4 separate regions of the Zea mays genome follow, and all the other regions are linked to region 2. A link is a contact called in public Hi-C data. All regions are on one chromosome and are shown on one strand. Each heading gives the region's core, a stretch centred on a gene start, on an enhancer-like site or on the middle of the called end of the contact. The rest is flanking DNA. Distances are from core to core; before and after follow the strand shown. Region 1 has its middle 22 kb from the start of LOC109943654. Region 2 holds the start of LOC103637626 (translocase of chloroplast 120, chloroplastic). Region 3 has its middle 43 kb from the start of LOC103637625. Region 4 holds the start of LOC103637625 (silicon efflux transporter LSI3).

Region 1 (2,700 bases), core at 172-2,671, 140 kb before region 2:
CGTGCTAAACGAGTCGTGCCCTAACCGTGCCGTGCCTGGCCGTGCCAGTGCCGTGCCGGGCCGGGCCGCCTGTTTGGCCATCTCATTGGTATCCAGTTCCAACCAGTATATATAGATGTCTAATTCTATAGTAGTGATGACAAGTTTTGTAACTGAAAAACACTATATTTAGTACGACTAGGATTAGATTCGATCCAATTCTTTTTCCAGTTGTACTCTATATGTACATGTATTTGGCCAATGCAAAAGACATTGCGTAGATTATTTCGCTTTCAGGTTATACTACTACCTAGCAACATACCTGCTGTCCTTCAAGGACAAGTGGACAGGTCCAATCGATAACTTATAGCTCTATTTGGGAGAGAGCCTTTATTAGCGACGCAAGAGTTAACTACTCGTAGTGCGAAGATTAGGTGAGAGAGAACTTTAGCAGCCAGTTACCTCTGCAAGCTAGGCTCCCTATTGTTGCACGTTGACCGACAGAACATATAGTAGTGACATGAAATAACAACAAATGACATGGCCTGGAAGCCCTATCCGTGGCTGCAAACTTTTTATCTTAACTGACAGTCTATGTGATGGGCATGAGCTTTACAGTGCATCATATTCCCGGTTATACTTTGTTTTGTCGACAAAAATATATACCGCACCGTAGGCTTTAAATATTAAACATTTTTCTACCAGTGGTCCTATATGGGAAGCTCCAAGGTTCTGTCCATAGCAAATCGTGCAAAATATTGTTAAGATAGGAAATAGGGCACGCAATCAAACAGGTGTTCAGATAGAATCAACGCCGGTGGTGATGCAGAGTGAGACAGTGTGGGCAACCGATCACACGGTAAGCCTAGGTGATGCAGAGCGAAACAGTGTTGGCAACCAACACACGGTATAAGCCTCCGAGCATGGGCTGGGGCTGAGGCTGAGCCTGATGCGCTAGCGCTAGTATCCAATTTGCTTTGTTGGCCAAATGCGCGTCCCACCTTTTCCGTTTTCACGGCGCCTCTTGTCGTGCTTCTCGATCTCCGTCTCGCACCGCACTACTGCTATTATTAGCTGGCTCCGAAAGGAAAAGGATGAAACATTGTATGCTGAACTTTTGTATGGTTTGGACTTTTAGGTATACAATACTATACTCCACATCTTTCATGTTATAGGTTGGATTTCGAATTTGGCTACGTTCCTATGTGAAAGAGAAACAATACTTGCTGCCACTTTCGTGCTTGCTTTTCGTTTCCAGCTCACAACAGTAAAATGATACAATTTCGACGACTTTGTTATATCCGACGGCTGCCGTTATATCCAACAGTAAAATACCTTTATATCCGACGGCTTGGCGGGACCGTCGAACATTATAGACGTGGGCCCACCGACGGCCGTTAAAACTGTTACCGGGGATAAACCCCGACGGCCGAAAGTGGCCGTCAGATATAGTCTATGTCCGACGGTCGCCGTCGGAAATAAGGGTATTTCCAACCCTTTACGGTCGAGGGACATGTACCGTCGTAAATAGCTTATATCCGACGGCTTAGGACTTATGTTCGACGGCTTTAGCCGGTCGGAAATGCCATGTTTCACTGTAGTGGCTGGTTAAAAGAGCATTCAGACACGCTCCAAATAGAGTTCTTTTTGTAGCTAAGACAGAATCCATCGTACAAGGTACAAGCCATGTCACATGCTTTCTTTCATTTCCAGCAATGTCAGGATAGGCGCTTCCCCGGTGAGGTAGTGATTTGTTAGCGGCTTCGTTGCCATTGGAGTCAGAGACGACTAGACGAGAGCAGGCTCACGGTGAGCTCGAGTCTGCCGGCGGTACTGAATAAGCCAGTCATGACGGAGAGAAGAAAAAAATGGACTGCGAATCACGATCCATCGGCCACAAAATGCAGAGCGTGCTTGAGGGGGCATTAAATAGGAGATGGCCATGAACATCGAGGATTTGAGGGTTTGGCCTCAAATTCATGTCGATGGAGGTCCTCAGCATGAGAGGTGAAAGGTGGGGCATGATAGGAGGGCCCTGCATGGTCCACTAGCTCATCAACGGTGCGAGAAGAGGGGGCACGCCTAGGCGTGGGCGACTTCGGTAGGGTTAAAAAAGGACGTGTAATTTTTCATTCGTTTTTTACATTTGAATAGTATGTTTATGAATTTACGGAAAATCAGATAATTGGGTGGAAACAAAAGAGGGTCCATCTCGTCTGTTTTTGCGGGATCCCACTTTTCGGTTGAACTCGTGTTTGTTCTCTATTTGAGAAATCTAGAATCAACCCAATATACATTAGTGCATTAGCTAAAGCCCCATATCCTTAGGTGACAATTATAGCACAAGAGATCATTTTAGCCACCGGCATTTCTCAATGATAAGTGGCCTAAAGATTCAAACGACACCGGTTATATATATATATATATATATATATATATATATATATATATATATATATATATATATATATATATATATATATATATATATATATATATATATATATATATATATATATATATATATATATGTCGGCGTTTCGAGACCGGGGGGTCCCTGACCCGACGAGTGAGTGTGCCGCGTGCCCCAGCCAGATGGGTCGAGCGCGTGGGCGAGCGCGAAGGGGGGAGAGCGAGGTGGCCGGAGACGGGCGTGAAGAGAGGTGGAGATCCCGCGGCCTTCGTGTTCGTCCCGCGCCCAGGTCGGGTGCGCTTGTAGTA
Region 2 (2,871 bases), core at 367-2,866:
AAAGCGTTTGTATCCAACCTGGTATCATCAAAAACTGAATTAATGGTAGCACTCTTACCGACCCCAGTTTTACCAAGAACCAAGATGGTGCATGAAAAATCAAGGGGCGCATTTCCAGCAGCTTCAAGGCGTTCTGCCATGTCTCTTGCACGGTCAATGCTAAATGACCCATTAGAAGTAGTTCTTCTAAGTTGTTCTGCCAGCCCAAGCCGGTACAGAACCTGTGAAACGACCATATTATGATATGTTTGCCCAAACCTGTTAGCAAGGCGAAGAAACTTAACCCGGATCATTTGAAGCTTTTCATGGATTTCATCATTCTCGTCTCCATCATCCTCAGTAGCCCCCTGGGTTCCCCTTTCCACAATGGCTGGCCTGTTGGCATGGACCTGTTGAACAGAACGAGCAGGAGGCTGTGACAGGGAAGACGATGATCCAAGGCCAGCAGGACGAGATGGCAAAGAGGGACCATTAGTAGAACGAGCAGAAGCAGCACTGCTGGATTGCGCAGGTGTAGAACTACCGCTTGAGAATTGTGCAGGAGGAGCAGAGGTGGCGGTATTCTCATCAGCTGAGGAGCTTGAGTCATCCAATTCCTCAATGGCAACAGCAGGCTCAGCTGCAGAATGTGTGACTGTCCCTGGCCTGCTATGTGAGGAAGCAATATCTTCCGTGCTCGTCCCTGGCTGCTCTTTGCTTTGATACACCAAAGTACCATCTTTTACATCTTCATACTCGCTCCCAGATTGTGCAGCGACCTCAGCCTTGTTATCACGAGTTGCAAAAAAGTTATGGTCCTTGTCTAACCTCTCCTTTTTACGATCAGCCAAAACAGCTGCGGTCACGTATTCCCTGATCGATTGCCCCATGGCATTCTCCTCCACGTGATCTTGATTCACATCATCGGCAAAGCTTTCCTCCACGTCAATGAAACGGGGAGTATCGTCCTCGTCCCACTTGTCTGCCGCAAGCTGTCCTGTTTCCAGCACCGCTCTGGTGTTCGGCGTCACCATTGGCTGGTGATCGCCCGCCGCCACCGCACCGGGCGGCATGTCCCCTTCATCTCCGCCCTCCACCACCACATCACAATCTCCCTCATCCGCCGCAGTGGCTGCCTCGGCGACTCCGCCGTTCTCGCCCGCCCGATTCTCCGAGCGCCCTTCACCGACGCCACCGCCGTTCTCCATGGATCACACCCGACGGCTGCGGAAGGAGCGAAACCCTAGTCCGACATCAAGAGGAAACGGAACGGATCAAACGACAACAACAGGAGGTAAAAAAAACAAACATACAGACGTTCAATTGCAAGCGGACGGGGACTGGAACAATCTATCTAGACAAAAATACATACAAAAAGATTGTGGTGAACGGATCCGGAAGGAGGTGGCGGCTACCAAACCAACCTGGTTGGAGTTGGAGGCAACGGCGGCGTGGGCAAAAGGGATCGATTAGCGCGGCGCTGTCGCGACCAGGAAAAGGAAGGAGGGAGAGAGAGGCAGCGGCGATAGAGAGAATAGAAAGAAGTCGCAAACTCGCAAGCCGGATTGGATGCCTCCGCCGATTTTACTGGGCTCTGCTAAAACCCTGGAGATCTGCGGGGCCAATTCACCGTGGCCTGAAGCAGTCAGCTAATTACGGGCCCAGCTTTTTAAAAGGAAATTCGGGCCCGCTGACTCAAAGAATAAATTTAGAATCGCGAAAACAATTTTGCAGTAATGTAATTATTTTCAAATGAAATATAATACCACAAATGAAAACTCAAGGCGACCAAATGCTTATCTTGGCGCTTTCATATTGTCCTACGATAACTATATGCATTCATAAACACAAGTCGACCAAATGCTTATCTTGGCGCTTTCATATTGTCCTACGATAACTACATGCATTCATAAACATCAGGTTATGCAGGCAAGTGTCTCTTCCATTATCTGCTTGGACATATTTGACAGGTTCTTGTTAGAGGCTGTGGTTAGCTACTTATCGTGTAAAATATCGTGTAAAATAGGAGATTTGCATTGTATATATTTGCACGGTAGATTGCACTGTTTGCAGAGTAAAATTAAAAAAAAAATAAGGCAAGTGATAGGATAGCCGCCGGAGACAACCTTATATTGTTAGATTTACGTAGTACTTTGTCTGTTATAAGGCATTGCAGAGAATCAAAGTATTTTAAAATTGATCAAAGTTATATAGAGAATTATAAAGATTTATAACATCAAATATATATACTATGTAAATATACTAAATAAATAATTTAATTTGGTATCATAAATATTATTATTTTATTATATAAATTTAATCAAATTTGGTTTTTTAAGAAAGTTGAATAGACTTATAAGAGCAACTCCAAGAGGCTCTCTATATTCTTCCTAATTTATATGAATAGAGATTTTTGTAAAAAATATCTTCTAACAACTTATCTAAATGGTTATCTAAATATAGCCATCTTCTATTTCGATTTTCTCGCTATCCAAATACAGAAAACATGAGTGGCTCTCTATAGTACAAATAAGATATAGAAAGGTTGTTGGAGATTAAAAAGATATAGAAAGTGGTTTTTATGCAAATGCTTCTCCAAATGATAACTTAAAGAGTAAAATTTTTATGTTCTGTTGGGTACAAATAAGATATACAATTTTTATTTATGTTTGAGTATAAAATATAAAACACAAAGATATGTATGTTCTGTTGGCTAGACATGTGTGAATGTGGTTTTGACCGTTTGAAGCCAACAATCATAGTTCAAATCCTGCAAGGAGGGATGGTGCCTCTTTGTATAGGAGGGGAAAGACTAAAATATGTTCGGTTATATGGGCTAAAGTTTAGTATATGTCACATCGAACTACAGAGTAAAAAGTATACACATATTTA
Region 3 (2,700 bases), core at 194-2,693, 170 kb before region 2:
ATGGATCCGAGTAATTCATAGCACTAACCATGAGCCTTGTGATTTATTGATTTGATTGGAAATAAATGGGGCAATCCAAATTAAGTCCAGCGGAGTACTTTTTACTGTTATATCCTCCATAAGGTATACTCAAGTTGCTAGCCAAATTGTTACCTTATGAATATGTCCTGAATATTTTTTTTTTCATTTACCATCTCACTCATATCACACCTCCTAGCCCACCCACCATCATATTATGACCAGAGCAATGTCCAACACGCACCTGCCAGCGCATGCAGTCAAAAGTGATTATACGTTAGTGCGTGATTACATCCCAAGCCATGCAAGAAAAATAAAACTAGTGTCCAAATTATTGTTAGCACGCGGCGTGGTCTCGTGCCACTGGCATTCAGACAGCGGAGACAACAGCCAAAAGGAAATATTTGTGTAGGGTGTTGAGGATCAGTGACGTGGATTAATCTCGTCCATTAATATAGATTAGCAGTTAACAGGTGAAGGGCTGTGTCTGTCTGAGATAGCACTTTCACGTCTGTTCAAGATGTATATATATGTGTACACAGTCATTAATGAAAGTTTAGTTCTCTCCATTTCGTCATTTCCTCAAACACGTTATCAGCACTTCGCTCGAACCAAGAGAAGCAACCAACGCAGTAGAGGAGTTCGTGAAGAACCAGAAAGGTGAGATGCCGAACATCAACCTTGTGGTTTCCATGGTGACAGCGGCTGTGGTTCGCGAGTTCCGTCGTGGGAACCGCTTCGGCATCCTGGCTCGCGCTCGTCTCCGGGCCGCCATACGGCGCAGCCTCCTCCGCAGCGGCGTTGCAGGGCTTCATCATCGTCGTGTGCGCGTGCCGAGGGCCACGGAGACGGTTTACGTACCCGTACCGACGGACTTCCTCCAGCCGGTGCCGCTGCAGGTCATCCCACCACCGATGGCATATCCTGCTGGTACTGAGTTTCCGCCGGGGTTTTGCCCGGTGCACGGGTGGAACATTCCACCGCCAGAGACGACGCCTCCTCCTGCCGCGGCGGTAACCACTGAGGTGGTTTCCCCACGGAGGGCTCCGATGAGCGATACCGCGGGCGCGACGGCGGCTCCAAGCCGCGGCTGGATCCGCACCGGGCATGTGCCGGGACTTCCCAATGGCTTCGGGCCCGTGGACGCTGGTGCATCGTTGCCGGAGGAGGGCGTGAAGATGGCAGCACATGGCGGCAGACCGCGCGGAGGCGCTGCTGCAAGGAGCAACCGTGGCACAGTTACTGCAGAGAACGGCGTTGGCACTGCTGCTGCAAATGGCGGCGGCGGGCGGATGCTGTGAACAGCAACTGGGGTCCGGCAACTGGTGATTCTCTGGTGTGGCGGCGGCATGTGTCTAGGGTTAATCCCTAACCCTGTCGAGCCTGTGTCCATTTATATCTGTGATGCGTCGTGGGTGATGCTCGTATAGTCGTATATGGGCCTATCATGCTTGGGTATGGCTGGGCTACTTGTTTGGCCGAGCCGAATAGTACATACTAGTTGTTTGTTTTTTTTTTCTTTTCAAGTCTCGTACTAGTTTCCTCATGCATTACGGATGTTTGGACCATACAATATAAATGTGTTCCTATTTAATCTACATATGTTTATTTTTTTTTTCATATGTATGACGAATCCTTTTAGTTTAAAATGGATTCGCATTCTGCATAATTTATCAAATATTCAACCCATTATTTTTAATGTGAACATAAGGTGATAGAGACATAGACATTGGCTGCGTTTTATTCTCATGAATAATTCTGCCCAGAGACCATGTCTAATGCAGCGATTAATTCCGCCTGTCACTGAGAGGTCTACACTATGTAGCAACATAGTGATTACCTACACGTGTTCATTTTAAATATAATGGTTATGATGCTTGGTCTACTCCAAATATTTGGAGACTACCCTAATTATATGTTACACTCTGTGGGAACATGTAATTTTGGAAGGATGTAACACCTTCAAGTATCTAATATTGAGACATGTTGTTAAATTTTGCAATATTTTACACATATCACCCATTATTTTTAAAGGTGAACATAAGGTGATAGAGTCATAGGCATTGGCTGCGTTTTATTCTCATGAATAATCCTGCCTAGAGACCGTGCCTAATGCAGCGATTAATTTCGCCTGTCACTAAGAGGTCTACGCTATGTATTAACATGGTGATTACCTATACATGTTCATTTAAAAAGAATGGTTATGATATTGGGTCTACTCTAAAACATTTGGAGACTACCCTGATTATATGTTACACTCTGTGTGAACATGTAATTTTCGAAGGATGGAACACCTTCGAGTATCTAAATTTGAGATATGGGTTATGATCTTATTACAACAACTACCATTTGGGTTTGCTTAATTTTACCATGCGTGGTAAATTAATAAACCGATGGTTATGATTTGCAGGTACCATGCAAGGGCCAAAAGAGTTTGAAGAACTCGCCCTTGATGGCATCAACTATCCTGCATGGGCATCCGATATCAAGATCGGTTTCGCCTCTCGGGGAATTTTAAGTACTATCAGTGAACCAGAGCCAAATGCTCAACCTATATCTGATGTGATGAAGTACACAGCTTTACTCTTGTTACGCACTTCCATCCATAAGGATCTCAAAAAAGAGTATCTTTTGGAGGAAAATCCTCGTGTCCTGTGGGTCTCCTTGAAAGAACGTTATGAA
Region 4 (2,748 bases), core at 195-2,694, 220 kb before region 2:
TGGCAGCCCCGTCTTGTTGAACCCACTCACCGTCACGAACATCCCCGAGAAGAAGACCAGTAGCGAGTAGGACACCTGCGCACACGTGCACCCCCAGAACATATACACATGAGATCGATGTGCAGCATGCCCACCACGTACCATTCCATTCCTCCTCTTGCGACGTGAGCAAGCTTAGTTACGTACCTTGTCGAGGCACGGCTCGGCGTCGCGGAAGTCAACGACGACGAGCGCGATGGCGGTGGTAATGGCGGTCCACGACATGTTGAGGCCGAGCATGTATGCCACGAGCATGCCAACGGTGACGACGTACGCGAAGCTCTTGAGGAACAGCTTACGCCGGTGCTCCGAGCACTGCATGAACCACCGGTGCTTTGTCGGGATGTTCTCTGACATCATGGAGTCGGGGTCGTCATCGTCCGCGTCGTGGCCGTGGCCGTGGCCGTTGCCGTTGCCGTTCTGGCGCTGGCGCAGGGCGACGTGCTGGGCGGCGGTGGGGCTACTCTTGAGCGAGAGCACCGAGGCCGGCGACCGCCCTTCCTCGACGGCCTCCATCTCCTTCTCATCATCGGGGCTGCCGCATGCGGCGGCGCCCTCGAGGTCGTTCCAGTACATGCAGAGCAGCATGACCGTGTTGACGCCCATCCCGGCCAGCATGGCGGGCAGGATGCCGAAGAAGAAGCTGAGGAAGGTGATCTTGCTGTTGAAGGCGATGACCAGGTTCTGCGGGTTGCCGATGGGCGTGGCGCTGGAGCCGATGTTGGCGCTGGTGGCGAGCGCCAGCAGGAATGGCTTGGCGGGGAGGTTGCGCTCGGCGGCCAGCTCCAGCACGAACTCGGTGAGCACGACGCAGCAGGTGTCGTTGGTGAATAGCGCGCTGGCGAGCGCGGTGACGACGCAGACGCGGCACAGCAGGTCGCGGCCGCCCTGGCTCCGCCACGCCAGCAGCTTGCCCAGGTGCTTGAACATGCCGGCGCCCTTGAGGTAGCCGCCCACCACCATGGTGGCGAACAGCAGGCCCAGGATCGGGAGGTCGATGGAGGCGTACGCGTCGTCGGCGCTGATCACGTGGAACACGATCATCAGCACCGCGCCCAGCAGCGCCCCCGCCGTGCGCCCGATCGGCAGGAACGGCACCGAGGGGAACACCGCCAGCATCCAGAACACGCCGAACGCCAGCGAACCCATCACCACCTTGGGCAGAGGCGCCAGCTGCGACATGGCTGATGGATGGGATGGAATGGAACTCACCTTGTTGCGACCACTCTCTGCTTTGAGCTCGACGAAGCAGAGGGGTGCCTCGCCTGAGGTTTATGTAGTGGCAGAGCAAGACCCTGCATGCTCTCCAGGTGACGTCAAATATCTCGGTGTGGGGGCTACCTACAGAAGGAGCTATAGTGTCCGAGGTCTGTTGGCGCTCGAGATTTTTCTTGGTATAAAGTTATATCGGATCTCTTGATCCAACTTGTAGCCATTAGGCTGTGCGCAGCGGTACACGCTAGCCATCTCCCTCCCCTTACATGGCGGCTGTAGGGGGCACCCTACGCCCGCAGCGGTGCCCCCTACAGCGTCCTCTACGCGTCGGCCCCCTTCTCTCTCTCCCTCTAGATCTAGCGTGTCACTGTTTATCACCCTAAACACTGTGCTGTAGGTCCACGAGTAATTATTAGTAGATAAAAAATTGATAGTTCAAATAGATAATGATATTTTATAGTTGTAGTGGGGTATAGGGGAGTATTTAGAGGGAACCGCTGCGAGAGATGAAAAAATAGGGGGAAAATAGGGGGAAAAGTGATATACGAGAAAAAATTTAGTGGTAACGGTTGCGGATAGCCTTACCTTCTTTAATGCCCACCCCCTCTCTCGTGTCCCGCTGCGCTGAACCACCTCGCGCTCGCGGCCACCGCTTCGTCCACTGTTGCCTACGACTGCTTCCACGCTAAGACTACCCGCATCGAGGACTGAAAACCGAACGCTACCAACGTATGCAGTAGAGAAACTGCCGCAACGGGGCACCTCGTCTACAAATGGCAATAAGGCTGTCCGCACTGGTGACTGTAAGCACCAACCTTAAATATTTACAGCGCGAGGACAGCTGCAACGGTGGACTGGAAGCACTACTGTAAGCTTACGGTTGGCTAGGAGAACCTTATATCTAGCGCACCCTTTTCTTCAACTTTATAATCTCTCTCCTCTCCTCGTTGGCTGGCAGCTGGGTATGGATAGGATAGAGGTGAAAAATAAATAATAATAGAATATGTGATAGTTGGTATAGGGTAGATATATATAGAGTAATTGTGACCGTGAAGAATTGTTGAATATAGTAAAAAACCTCGCTGACCAGGATGGAATATTCCTTTTAGGGTAGAGAAATAGGGTAGTATGAGTGCGGATAGCCTAAGGACCCGTTCCCCAATTTACCGCGGAGAATTTCTCCGTTACGATATAGGGATGGACAGGTTTCTTCCCCTATGAAGATTACCTATGGAGATTAAACGGAGAATACACGTTTCACGAGGGTAAATGGGGATAGGGACAAGAAGCATTCCCCATCCTCAATCCCATATGGACCCATTAAACTTGCACATGGCAATATTTTCACGTACTAGTTAATGCTAAAAGAAATAATTATCTTGTCAAGATATCAGTCGTTGCACAAATGTGTTAATTTTGAAGTACATATAATGATTTCTTACATCTTACGATGTATATAAGTGACAATGTTTTGCAATAATAACAATGACATAT

What was found. A called contact is a pair of places that touch in the nucleus more often than the background predicts.
Region 1: a contact with region 2 is called in a Hi-C map of tassel, with 3 times the contacts expected there. The contact joins the enhancer-like site here to the promoter of LOC103637626 in region 2. A contact is called at or near these places in 2 of 25 Hi-C or Micro-C datasets (ear and tassel).
Region 3: a contact with region 2 is called in a Hi-C map of ear, with 2.9 times the contacts expected there. The contact joins the enhancer-like site here to the promoter of LOC103637626 in region 2. A contact is called at or near these places in 2 of 25 Hi-C or Micro-C datasets (ear and tassel).
Region 4: a contact with region 2 is called in a Hi-C map of ear, with 1.9 times the contacts expected there. The contact joins the promoter of LOC103637625 here to the promoter of LOC103637626 in region 2. A contact is called at or near these places in 2 of 25 Hi-C or Micro-C datasets (ear and tassel).

What each region holds. Positions count from the first base shown.
Region 1 is chr1:88,913,235-88,915,934 of Zm-B73-REFERENCE-NAM-5.0, forward strand. No RefSeq gene overlaps it. Among protein-coding and RNA genes, the nearest start is that of LOC109943654, 22 kb to the right of the region's middle. Within about 2 kb of position 1,422, at least 12 of the 20 cell types and tissues checked have an H3K27ac peak or open chromatin away from gene starts, as enhancers often do. A contact at or near this core is called in tassel, where this site is marked.
Region 2 is chr1:89,050,103-89,052,973 of Zm-B73-REFERENCE-NAM-5.0, forward strand. LOC103637626 (translocase of chloroplast 120, chloroplastic) reads right to left here and starts at 1,617. Exons shown (of 2, transcript XM_008659946.4): 1 at 1,352-1,617; 2 at 1-1,222. The coding sequence starts at 1,187.
Region 3 is chr1:88,875,763-88,878,462 of Zm-B73-REFERENCE-NAM-5.0, forward strand. No RefSeq gene overlaps it. Among protein-coding and RNA genes, the nearest start is that of LOC103637625, 43 kb to the left of the region's middle. Within about 2 kb of position 1,444, at least 18 of the 20 cell types and tissues checked have an H3K27ac peak or open chromatin away from gene starts, as enhancers often do. A contact at or near this core is called in ear and tassel, where this site is marked.
Region 4 is chr1:88,832,441-88,835,188 of Zm-B73-REFERENCE-NAM-5.0, forward strand. It overlaps LOC103637625 (silicon efflux transporter LSI3), which reads right to left and starts at 1,445. Exons shown (of 3, transcript XM_008659936.4): 1 at 187-1,445; 2 at 1-75. The coding sequence starts at 1,221.